Linked DNA regions of Arachis hypogaea: region 2 is linked to region 1. The links are chromatin contacts, called in public Hi-C maps. All regions are on one chromosome and are shown on one strand. The core of a region is the stretch at or near the end of the contact, and the rest is flanking DNA. Distances in the headings are between cores, read along the strand shown.

Region 1 (6,783 bases), core at 1,698-4,197:
CCTGCCAACGGTTAAGAAAACAGTTTAGGAACAGTTTTATAATAGAACCTTCGATTTATCCAAAAGCAAAAAAGAACAATAACCATATAACCTTATTTGATCATCTAATCGGTGCTCCTCCAAGGAAAGTTTCTCAACATCTTCCTGCAAGACAAAGCCACAAGACTTGGAATAACTTAAATATTCTCTAACACGCTATTATATCATTCCAATCATATTCAATAATTCCACACTATAATCATGGCAAATGTAGCGTTTGACATATATAAGTTTGAGTCATGTAATTTTGAATCCTGTGTTGGTGTCTATTATAGATGGAAACAATGATCCTTGTCAAAAAGGTCATGCAATGATTGTTCAACTACAATTGTTCCATGTGTGTACCATAAAGGAAAACTACACCCACGTCACATACCTTCAGCATAGAGACATCATCATCTATCCCACCAGATGTAGAACAATCAATCCCCCTACATTAGTTATTCCACAAAAATTGAAATAAGAATTGTGATCTAATCATTTATAGTCAATAAAGGTAAAGACAAGAGAAGTTACATATAATATATACAAAATTCAAAATGTAGCACATATATTACTTCCAATGTATTCTGTTCTTGATCTTCTTCTCTATAAGACCAATTCCTTCCAGCACGTTAGTTATGTCATATATCCTTCTCTTTTGCACCTATAGAAAGAAAAACAAAATAAAAGGGAAAATTTTAAATTCACTTATGATAGATGTTAGAATATATGTCAGGTATTTCGTCATAACTTTTAAACAAACACCTCCAAAGTTTCTGCTGCTTTATTTAGGTCAAGATTGCCACCCTCTGCATGCTTGAGCAAATTGACAAATTTTTTTGTCAAGAGACCTGTGAAGTTGTGGTACAATCTTGTAATTACTCTCTTATGCAAAGAATTCCAGTAGCTATATCAGGCAATAAAGAGAGATGTAAAGAGCTTGTTGATTATGATTGCTTTGAAAATTACCTAAGGAACTGTCGTAGCGGCAGCTGCTAGGAGTAAGAGATGGGGATCCTGCATGCCAACAGAAACTATGTAATTAAACTCGATGTATAATGAACAAAAGTACTACGAGGAAGAAGCTTATCAGAATTTGGACATAAGTTTGCACCCAAGCACTGGAAACTTCACAAATGGAATGAAGAACTTGGCAACAATATAACATGAAAACAACTAAACAACGGAAGCTTTCTCACCAGCCTCTAAGATGGGTGTTTGTGGAACGGATCTACCTTCCTTAGAAGCCCTTGACTTATTATATGTTCTCCCTCCTTTTGTAGATCCAGGGGTTTGGAGAGGACTATTAACTGTATTAGCATATCCAGGACTATTACTTTGCTCCTGTGTCTCTCTGAGACGGTCATTCACTCCTCCACTCTTGCGCTTCATGTACTAGTAAAACCGGCAGGTTCCAGAAATGATATGAGAGCAATGCAGAGAAGGAACAATCAATGATATACACAAAGTCACATGCAGTCATGACAACGAAAAATAATTTAACAATCAAACAAGGGCAACAAACCTATAGTTCTGTACTTTATGAAGTACAAATAACACCATAATAACACTAGCAACACATCATATCCACAGAAAATAAAGGGGAAACTAGTCAAATATATGCAAGAGCAATTCATCATCGAATACTAAACCATAAAGAAAAAGTCCATGAGCACTGTCAAGTGCCAAGCAATTATCAGAAAAAAAAAAATGAAGAATGTCACAAAAAACTCGAAAGAACTGCACAAGCAAAACCTTATCAGTTAAATAGAGCAAACTTTTATGGTTGTAAAAATACGAATGCACAATCCCTTGGTCTGCCTCTGCCCAAGAAAAGACCTAGTAGTAACCTATTACCTCGAAAAGGTAATAGAAAATGAAGATGCTAAATTCATTCTCTATCAACAAACTTCCTCCTCCCCACAAAACTACTGCACAGAATGAACTATGCTATGGTACAAAGACCAACGTTGACTTCAAGGAAATAGAGAATGCGACAACTGCGACTGGCACTGAGACCCTAACATTGACTACTTCGAGTTCGGGTCCCCAGATTAAGAAATAATTTCGACTATTTTCCGTACAAAAATGAAAAAGTGAGATTCCACTCAGGTGAGAACAAATCAAAACCATATGCACGTTAACCACTCCGATTCAACTAAAAATAGAGGGGAAATTAAGCAATCACAGATAAATTAAAATAATAATTAAAAAAATCAGAAACCCCAATTATCAAACAAACCAAAACTGAATTGCAGACCCCCAAAGCAAAAGAGATTGAAGAATACGCACTGGAGAACGAACAACGACGGCTTCCTGTTCTTGATCGGAGGCTTTCCGACAGTGGGGACCGGAGAAGCTGCGGTAGTCGTCCAGCGGAGCAAACGGCGGCTTGGTCGAAGCGAAGGCGAGGTGACGCTTCGGCGGCGGCCGGTTCGGGATGCCGGAAGCTTCCGTCGGCGGCGACTCATGGAGTTTAGAAGCTCCGGCGGCGGCGGACATGGTGCTGAAACGGAGATGATCGCAACTCCGGCAACCACAAATTAAGTTCAGAATTGTGCAGCGAAATCGAAAGGGTTAGAACTTTGATGAATCAGGTGAAAGATCACCAAGGATTAGGGTTTTGAGAGTGGGGGAATGGGGGTTGCAGGGTTTTTACAGAGAGAAAAGAGATGGGAGGTTTTAGAGAGAGAAAGTGAAGAAAATGTGCGTTTGGAGAAAACGAGGGAAGGAGGGAATTTTGTTTCGGATAGATGTGGAGGGAACCCCAAGCCCAACTCTCCGTTCGCAAATAAAAGAACTTGTTAATTATGATTTTGCCATTTTATTATGGCGTTATTGCACCGCCACCCACAGCTCCTTTTCCATTTTTTATGCTTCCTTCCTCTCATTTTTTCAATAATCAAAACCTTAACCAATCGTGTCACGTTTACGTTCTCAAGTTGTTCCATATTGATGATAATAATTGTCCCTACTCGAGTATACAATAATGATCCTCCTGGTATTTTTTTTTTATCTTTTTTGTAATTTGATGTAATATCAAAATCAAAACACTCAGCAAGCTTTATCGTATTTGGTGCGCTATATTATTTTGAATCATGAATCATGAATCATGAATCATGAATTTGTATTACAGAGAAACAGTTCTAAAGAAAAAGTGTTTCAACCGCCAAATTATTATGCAATTGACACGGACACTGTTAGCATAGATAAACAGAGCAAGGTAAGGGGCATTTTAAAAATGTACTGGCATTCATGAACAAAAAATAAGCTATGGACTCGTTACTCCCACATTATCGTTAATTATTTTAAAAATATTTATAAAAAAATTTTGTTTTTTTATTTTTAGAAAAATTCATAATTAGACATGTATCTTTCTGTTTATGTTTTTTACACATTTCTCTTTTTCTTTTTTAATCACAATTTTAAAGAGGAGACATTTATCTCTACTAAGGTTCTTGTCTCTTTTTATCACCGTTGTTTGTTCTCTGTTTCTTTCCCTCCGTGGTCGCTCGTTCTCTGATCCTCACCGTGAGCTGTTGTTGGTTCTCTACTTCTCACCGTGCGCCGTCGTTGCTACTCTGCTGTTCCCCGTGTCTCGTCGTATCTGGCCGTCGCTGATGGGTGGTCTCGCCATGTCTCTCTTCTGTCTCTACTTGAAGTCAAAGTAACATTTCTTTTTCTTTTTGGATTCGCTGTCTCCGGCTCTTTGCCTTAGTTCGGTAACTCAATTCAGACATATCTCTCAATTTAGTTTCTTTCTTTTCAAAGTTTGATTTCAATTTAGAATGGAAATAATATGAAAAAGTCTGCTAATATTTTTTTTAACATGTGTGGAATTATAGCATTGGTTAGTTTTAGCAATTTTAGCACTTCAGAAAGTTATGTTTTTCTTTCTTTCAGATAGCATTGGTTAGTTTTAGCAATTTTGATTAGTTATGTTTTTTGTCAGTGAAAGATAAAAAATTTGCAAAACCGTTTACAGTTGTTGTTGAGAAGCATTGCTATGTCATTATTACGCTGGACTAGGGTTCAAGTTCAGAAGATATTATATAGATTCTTAGAAGTTATTGTATGTCAATTCGATCTATTATGTTCGTATTATATTTTATTATTGTGAAGCGATTACTTGGCTTGCGAGTGTGTTGTTCTTGATTCTTGAATCTGACATTGTCCTACCATATTAGTGTATGTGTATCATTATGTCCAAAACACAATTCTTAGCCTTTTTGTAACACCCCAATTACCCTAAACTTTACCTCTAGCCGTAAGGCAAAGGTTAATCAGAGGTTACGACAATTCTAAGGCTTATACATATTTATATATAGAAAGAAATAATATAATCTAGAAGCCTGATGAAGGAGTAAGCTCAAAAACAGAATTTCAGAAGTGCAAAACGTTCACACGAAACTAACACACAAGATACAAGGTATAGGTGCAAGAGAATAGAACAAATGTATAGATATAGTAATATAAACATAGGAAACTAGCCGCAGCTTGAGGAGTTTAAGCCGACTAGTTACAAATAGAGTTATACAAAGTTTTAGAATTAAAACAGCTTATACATCCTATCTCTCAAATAAGCCTCTAAGGCCACAAAGTTAAAACACAAAAAGATGTGAGAGTAACTATAACAAAGTAATGTACATTAAACCAAGGAGGAACCATACTCCGCTCTGTCACCAAATCTGCAATCTCACCAAAGTAGATTACGACCTGCATCTGAAAAACAACAACAAAGTATCCAGTTCTCAGTATGGTAACAGTGCCCAATGATGTAAGATGTAAAGCCCATGAACGCTGAAAGCAATCCTAAAACTCCACATCACATACTGATATTCAAGCTTAAAACAAAATAAATAAATATAATAGAACTTAGACCATAAACCAGGGTTGTCTAAACTTAAGGGGATTCTAACTAATACTAATCACACCGCTGTATCCCACAGCCATCGCCAACCTAACCTCCGTGCGATCCCATCGCCACCGCCTACCTAACCTCCTTAGCACCAGACAAACACAATTGATGCAAACAAATAAAACACAGATAGTTTTCATATACAGCAAGTAATTCACGAAGCAAGTAGGCATGTTATACAATTAGGCAAACTCAATTAATCAAAGTAAACAAGCATGTAGAAGATGCATATGATGAATGTTTATCCTATTGGCTCGTGATATGACTTGTCGGTCCATAAATGCCAACCCGACACATCCTTTCGGATGTCGCTTTTCTGCCGCACCCACGAATATAGTGTTAGGCCCACTCTATTGACCCACAGATATAGTGCTGGGCACACTTGCATGCATAACCCAAGGATATAGTGCCTGGCCCACTCTTGCAGCAGAAAACATTATCAATCATGGTTCAATCACAAGGACATAATACTTTGCACACTTATCATACTTAACCCAAGGATGTAGTGCCTAGCACACTCTCACTATTCAACAAGATGATCATTCCCCCTTCGAGTCTTCAACTCATCATAACCATCATCAATTCATTACTCCCATTCCGGACTCATTAGTTCATCAATTTCCCAATTCATTGTTAACAATCACCATGTGCACCACTCTTTCTTCCCTCTCAACTAACTCTTCTACAATGCACCAGAAACCTAAACCTTCGTTTGCTAGCCTTTCAAAGAAAAACCCAAATCAAACCACCTAGGACCTTTTCCATGTTCTAGTACCCGAAAATAAGTCAAAGAGTCTTAAAATAGTGTTATAGAAGCTTACAACCTTGTCGGGAAGGTGAAATAGTTGAAAATAAAGTTTAAAATTATGAAACAGCGTGTGTGCGTGCACACACCCATGAAGATTTTGAAAGTGTGCGTATGCACAGGGGTGTGCGTACGCACAGGTACTAAAATTTATAAAGTCTGATCACTCACACAAGCTGCGCGAGCGCCCCTAACAGACGTCCCTTCCTGACTTGTGCGTCCGCACAGGTTGTAATTCTTCATTGATGTGCGCGCGCACAACCTATGCTAGCGCTGCTACCAGAGCCCTTTCCCCTGCCTGTGCATACGCACAGGTCTGTGGGTTCACACAGAATAACATTTTCGCAAGGTTGTGCGTGCGCACATATCAGAAAATTCTAAAATTCTGCAACTTTGCAGAATTTCAGATTTTCAACACCAACTTTGAATAATCATAACTCCTTCTACAAAAATCCATTTTCATCAAAATTTATATCATTTTAAAGCTTTTTAAAATCATCTTTAATTTAAAACAAATTCCAATCAATTTTGAAAACCGGGGCAAAAATTATGATCAGACAAAGTTCACCAAAAATCCATTTTTACCCAAAACCTCAAACTTCACAATTTCCAATTTTCACAACCAAAATAATCCAAAACCTACTCAAACATCATAAAACACTACTGCACACTACACTCTAACATTCCATTACACTTCCATCACCTCCACACCTAATTCATTTAATATTCTCTCCATAAACCAACACAAAACCATAACCGGGGCAAAAATTATGATCAGACAAAGTTCACCAAAAATCCATTTTTACCCAAAACCTCAAACTTCACAATTTCCAATTTTCACAACCAAAATAATCCAAAACCTACTCAAACATCATAAAACACTACTGCACACTACACTCTAACATTCCATTACACTTCCATAACCTCCACACCTAATTCATTTAATATTCTCTCCATAAACCAACACAAAACCATAAACCTCAATCAAAATTCTCAATCTTGAACAATTTACACAATTCCTACATCTAAGATCCATAAA
Region 2 (6,783 bases), core at 2,135-4,634, 120 kb before region 1:
GTCTCATAGGATAATATTTAGACTTAAACTTTGGGACCTCCATCTCTAGTTTAAAATGGAAAAATAGATAAGAGATTGTCATGCTGCCAGGTATTCCAACTACAATATTAATTTACTATGTATCATTTTATATTTTTTATTATATATAGTTTGTTACATCAACCATTGACACTAGAGAAACAAATAGCATTGGATTACTAAATAACAAACTACAAATTAAAATTTGTTAATTTTTATTTCTGCACCTAATTTATTCATTGACTGGTTTAATTTCGTGTTCATAATATCAGCTAGGATGCAATTAAAACATGAAATACTAATTTATTAATTTTGTGTATACATATACTTTGCATATGAAAAAATAAATCTAAATAATTGAATTGGTATAAAGTATATGTGTAATGTGGTTCTTGTGTGTTTGAAGATAGGATATTCAAAACTTTAAGTAATTGTTTATTGAACATAATTATATGGCTGGAGCTAAAAGAATATCTTATAGAAATATTCAGAGGCTAACTTAGCTAATATTTTTGGACTATTAAAATTTAATATGTAGAGGATGTTTTGTTAATAGGCTAAAAAATTATATTTATTTCGGTGAAAATTTATTTGTACAAAAGATATTTCCTATAATCGCTTATCTAAGAATAAATTTATATTTGGGTAGTTTAGTTATGAATAAAACCTCACTCCAGCCTTTAACCAATACTCAAAATGATAATTTATCCCTTATCGATTGAAAAATAACAATACAACTCCTAACCACTAATTTTTTTGAACTTTCTGGCTACTCTGCTAAACTCTCTGTCCAAAATTAACGAATCTTGCTTATGTGTAATATTAACTAATTACGTGTCAAAGAACTATTCCAAGAACATAATGTCCCTGTCATGTTAGCAACACATTGTTGTAAAGTAGGACAAGCAAACCCCTAAAAAATTTTTTAATGATACTTAAATTCCTAACCAATTAAAAACATATATAGACATATACATCTATAATGAACCATAAAGTAGGACAAGTAACCTTAAATTTCAACAAGACATTGTACCTATTGCTGCAATGGTTGCTGGACTCGGTCAGTGGCAGCCTTAGTTCCTTAGTTTTCCTTATCCTTCTTCTTTTCTACAAAACTTTGATATGAGTGTAGTGAAAGCTACCTCATCAAGTTTAATCTCCCTTCCCTTTCTAACCATTCTCTTCTTGATCTCTATTCAAGCGGTACCTGAAAATTCAAAGAGAGCTTGTTTAGGTGAAGAGTGATCGCACATCCGTTGGTCCGATAGGATGGCGAGGCTGAATCCAGAGAGCGTGGGAGTGGTACCTACAAAGGTATTCCAAGCCCAAGTCAGAGAACTAAAGAGGTAGCAGATAAGTGTATAGGATTGAATTATCATACCTGGGGGAGTGATGAGACTCCCCTTTTTAAGGGTAGCAGTGGGGTGGGTTTTTGCCCTACCCGACCTCGCCCCGTCGTCCTTTTACATAGGTATTATCCACCCAAATCACTATCCGCTGGTAGTAAACTGCAGTACCCTAACCCTCTCCTGCGGGTACCCGCCCTACCCCTACCTGCCCCTATAAAAATCAAATATCATTTACATTTTTATATATTCATATATAAATTAAGACAAAAATTTAAATTTTATAGATAAATTAAAATTCAAATTTAAAATTCATACAATGTCATTAGCTCAAACAATTTGAATTTAAAAAAAAAAGCTAGTGTTAAATCACTACAAATTTAACATAATAAAAAAATAATAATGTTAGATATAAAATAGCCTTCAATCCTTATTCTTGATTACTTTTTACATCTTCTTCATCATTAAAAGTTTAGAAGTAAAGATTTAAATCTGAAAATCAAAAGAGATAACAATTAATAAATTAATTGATACTATATAAAAAATTAACATAAATATAAAAATACTTAGTAGAACTAAACAAAATAAAAATACAAACAAACAAAAATACTTCAAGTAATATATGATGACAATAAATAATATATTAGTCTTCTTAACATAAATTGAAACAATATGGCATATATAACGACAAACAGCAAGAAGTAGTGTTAGCTAACACTATTTAATATTTGTATCATGTTTTGCAATCCTGAGCTATTCTTTTATTATTGTGTAAATAAACATGTAATGTATGTAGTATATATGTACAGGTAAATCAAAAGATACATTATTATTATTATTATTATTATTATTATTATTATTATTATTATTATAAAAGTGGGCCTTAAGAGCAACAATCAGCAACACAATTCTGAGCTATTTTGTTGACCTGACAATTAAAGAAAGAAAAAGAAAAAAAGAACACACAATCAGCAACGAAGGAGGCTAAGAGCCTAGGTGAGTTCTAGCCTGGGGCTGGCAGAATGAGTCTCCCATGAGACTGGTACCGTCTGACACGGTTTTTAGGTTATTTTGGTTTTTGTTTTATTTTTTTATTAAAAATAATATTTATACAAAGATCCTAAACAATTTTTTTTATATAAAGTATCCCTTTTTTGTTTTTTTATAAACATTAGTGGACCGAATGGACCTCATAAAAACTAGCCCAATATGTTTTTACTGAATAAATAATAGAGTCATAGTTTGTCCAAAAAAATAATAGAGTCATAGTAAATTTATTATTTTAAGTAAATGAAAACATCAATCCAAAAAGAAATTCCATTTTCAAAAAATATTAAAATTTCAGAAAATTGAAAGTGCTACCCAGCTATTACATGTTCAAAATAGTTTCAGCACATAAATATAATCACACTCCTACAACAATTTTACTGAAAACAAATCCAACTATTACATTGTTACCGACTAATCTTCTACAATAAATTTTTTTGATTTAAATTTTTTTAATTTTATTTTTTCAAATAATAATTTTATAAATATTAATAACTTAATTATATTAGCATTTAACTATTTTATCAGTTGTTGTACTTTTATTCAATTTTTAATACAATTCGTAATCATTGGATTTTAATTATGTGAAATAAGAATTTGTAATTATATTTTTAATAGTAATTAAAAGTACTCAAAACTATATTACCTGCTATTAGCATTAGTATTATTATTGCTGTTATTCAACACTGTAGCTTGGCACTTTCTCTTCAGGAGAAGAAGAAGGGACATCAAAAAAGACCACCAAAATAATGGTCTGCATTAAGGGGGGTTATAAAATTCCAAGGCCTGCATTAAAAAAAAGAAAAAAAACAAACAAATAGTTTAGTACATAAAACCCAAAAACTGGTATATACAAATATTTTGAAATTGGCATCTCAACTTTTATTATTTATACAATACACCATATGTTGGGGGAGAATAATAATTTCTATACAACACCGGAATTGTCTTTATTCGGTTACAAAGTCATAGAGTAATACACATACCTTTACACATGTAGCACCCTGACAGTGAACAACAATCCACTCCGTACCAGTCTCATGGAGAGGCTCATTCTGCCGGCCCCAAACTAGAACTCACCTAAGAGCCTAATGCAGTAATATCTTTTTTCAACTCTGTCTAAAGCTGCTTCCACGGACCCAACCATTCAATATATATACACATGTGTACTAGTCGCAACATGTTTTGTCATCTTGTCAACCACATTGTTAGCTGATTCAAGAATAGGAACAACGTGCACATTACAATTGTAATGCAATAATTCTTAATATTCTTCTTAGACATTAACATTAAGACATCTAAGCAATCGGTCTAGCAAATAACGTCTTTCAACCTAATTTCTCAAGCCAAAACTATCCCTTTCTAAATAGCAAAGAGTCTACTACTTCTTAACATTGCATATATGACTATGAAATTTTAATATAAAATTAGGAAATCCAGTTATATATCCAGACACATGTTAAAAACAATATAAGAATGAATGTTGCAAACTCCTCCAAACATGACTGAGATAAATAGAACAACCTGACCCATCAATATCAAATAGTGGAAAATTAACTCAGTTACAAAGTTCTAGTTACAAATCCAGTGTTCTAGTTCTAATTTAGTTGCAGATTCACAATAGGAGAGAGAGGGGGAGAAAAAATAAACTTACAGATCCAATGATTCACAGGACGTAGGGACGGCGACGCACATCGACAGCGACAATGGCAGACTCACGGCGAAGGACGGAAGAGGATGGTGAAGCTCTACTCTCAAATGGAAGACGGCTGTGGAGCTCTTCTCTCAAACGAAAGACGGCAACGAAGCTCTGCTCTCGGACGGAGGATGGCGGCGAAACTCTGCAATCGGACAAAGGACGGCGCTGAAGATCTGCTCTTGGACGGAGGACGGAAGCGAAGCCCTTTTCTCAGACAGAGAATGACAAGAAAAAGCTCGATGCTCTATTGCTCTCAGAGTCTCAGCCTCAGCCTCTCACACTTTCACTCGGTCACTTGTCACTGCTCTCATCCCTCACTCACTGGTCATGGTCACTGGACATTGGAGAAGAAAATTAGGGTTTTAATTTTGAATCTGAAGAGTCAAGAGTGAAAGTGAATTTTAATAATTTTAAATATTTATATTATATATTTTATTTTATATTATAATATATACTCTGGGGTGGGTTTACCTTAGATCCGACCCCACCACGCCCCGTTAATGCACCCGCCCCGACAAAACCCCCCGCCCAGCACCCGGGGCAGGTCGGATACCCACAGGTTCGGGTACTCCTGCCACCAATACCCCTTTTATAGGCTTTGTTCAGTTATCATATCTTTGTGGGACAGGTTCCACTTCATAAAATTTTAGAAGGTGGTTAGGAGGTAAAGATGGTCTCGCCCATTAGGATGGCGGGGATATTTTTGGGTTGGTTGTATTGGACCCGTTAGAAATCCAAATGCCAAGTCTGGAACAGTTGTCCTCGAAGCGTGATGGTAAGCATGCTTAGACTTCAAGCTAATTTAGTTCCGTTCTCCGTGGTTTGGAATATCATGAATCTCACGTGGGAAAGCAAAATATTACTTTGTGTTTTAAATACTTTTCAGCCTATTAGTGGGACATTTTAATATTTTAGTTTTGTTAATTTTAGATATCTATTTCGTTGGTGATAAATTTCAATTTTGTGGTTTATCTTTTACTTAATTTAGGGGATTTTATCAACTTTTCTCACATTTATTCAATGAAATAGCATGGTTTTGTAACTCTCCCTAAATTTGTGTTTAAGTGTAAAAATATGCTTTTTATGCCCTTAAATTGGAAATTTTAATTCATCTTTGATTCCACTAGATGCCTTGATGTGTTTGTTGAGTGATTTCAGGTTCATAAGGCAAGTATTAGATGAAAACAAGGTTTGACGCCGATTTTTAGAGGATGCGCGCGCGCCATGCACGCTGCCACGTGGATTGTAAACCCCGCTAAATTAGCAAATAATTAGTCAATAAATTAATTTTAATAAATGAAAATTAGAAATACGAATTTAATAGTAAAATAGTATAGAGCTAATTAAAACGAAAATTTTGACACCAATTTTAAAGGATTTAGCACAAGATTGGACCGAATGGGTCGAACCGGTCGAACCGGACCAAAACCGGGCCCGTGGGCCCAACTGAAATTACCAAATTAATGAAATCAGCTCCTCCTCCTTCCCATTTCACATGCAAACGCTGAGGTTCAGCAAGAAAGAGGGGAGAGAACACCTCCATGAACATAAGCCCTTGATTTCATTCAAACTCATGTAACTTTTTATCCGGAGTTTCGATCGCCGCACCGTTTGTGGCCATGCGACCGCAGTGACGAGCTCTACAAAGTCCAGTACCTTTCAAGGTGAGAAAATCAAAATTCCAGCTTCTATTCTCTCTTTTTCAATTTGGGAATAGTAAGGTTTTTAGGTATTAAGATTTTGGTTAAATTGATGATTATAAGATCAAATTGAGTTGAAGAATGAGTGGGCTTTGGATTGATTGAGGCACATACAAGGTAAGGATGACCTAAACCCTAGCCAAATCTTGAATTTATTATGTGAAATCTGAAATTAAAGTGTACATGTGTGTTAGGTGCGAATTAAGTAGATATATGCATTGGAGTTGAATTTTGGCCATTTGGAAGCTTGGCGGTGATTGAAGCTAAGTTTTCGGCTGGTTTCTCTAAGCTTGAGGGGCTGTGTGGTGATTTGGGGGCTGCCTTGGACTAAATATAGTAATCGACCAAGATATGATTTAGGTTTCGCGTGTTTAATATGTCAGGTTTTGTGAAAACTTAGGCTAGAGCACTATAGGATAAGTTGAAACGATTAATTGTGTTAAATTATTAGTCTTTATGATATTGATGGACAAGTTGATGTGTGCATGTGTTAGGTAATTGATAATGTGGGTTGAATGCAAATATATATATGTATGTTAATATAATGATGATGGATGAAGGATTGATGATTATGGCAATTTAATGATATGGTTGAGATTGAGTGGTGTTTATGTGAAATTGTTGGTATAGTTATTTGATTAATGTTGTGGTGATGAGTTAATAAGATTGTTGTTGTTGTTGAAATTCTGTTGATTGGTTGGTTTATTATTGTTAAAAGAAGTGCATAATTTTAATGATTTAAAATGAGTTTGCATGATATAAATCATGGTGATTTCTGATAGGTACATGGAACTGAGGTTTCAGGGTAGGGTTGTGATATAATTTAAGTAGATAAGGTGATGAATAAGAAGAATGGTGGATTAGTATAAGTTGGAAACCTAGAGGACTAAATTTGATTAGTGAAATTGAGAAGTCTTGCTGCAGAAATTCCTAATCTGTTTGGACAGAAACTTAAAATGAAAACTGGGAATAA

The links. Hi-C and Micro-C count contacts between places; a contact is called where the count stands out from the background.
Region 2: a Hi-C map of leaf shows a contact between it and region 1, with 2.8 times the contacts expected there. The contact joins the enhancer-like site here to the promoter of LOC112696755 in region 1. A contact is called at or near these places in 2 of 8 Hi-C or Micro-C datasets (both in leaf).

What each region holds. Positions count from the first base shown.
Region 1 is chr6:79,309,053-79,315,835 of arahy.Tifrunner.gnm2.J5K5, reverse strand. It overlaps LOC112696755 (transcription factor E2FA), which reads right to left and starts at 2,947. Exons shown (of 14, transcript XM_025749610.3): 1 at 2,314-2,947; 2 at 1,221-1,416; 3 at 991-1,038; 4 at 787-872; 5 at 597-685; 6 at 416-470; 7 at 92-144; 8 at 1. The coding sequence starts at 2,523.
Region 2 is chr6:79,427,307-79,434,089 of arahy.Tifrunner.gnm2.J5K5, reverse strand. No RefSeq gene overlaps it. Among protein-coding and RNA genes, the nearest start is that of LOC112696756, 51 kb to the right of the region's middle. Within about 2 kb of position 3,384, at least 3 of the 3 cell types and tissues checked have open chromatin away from gene starts, as enhancers often do.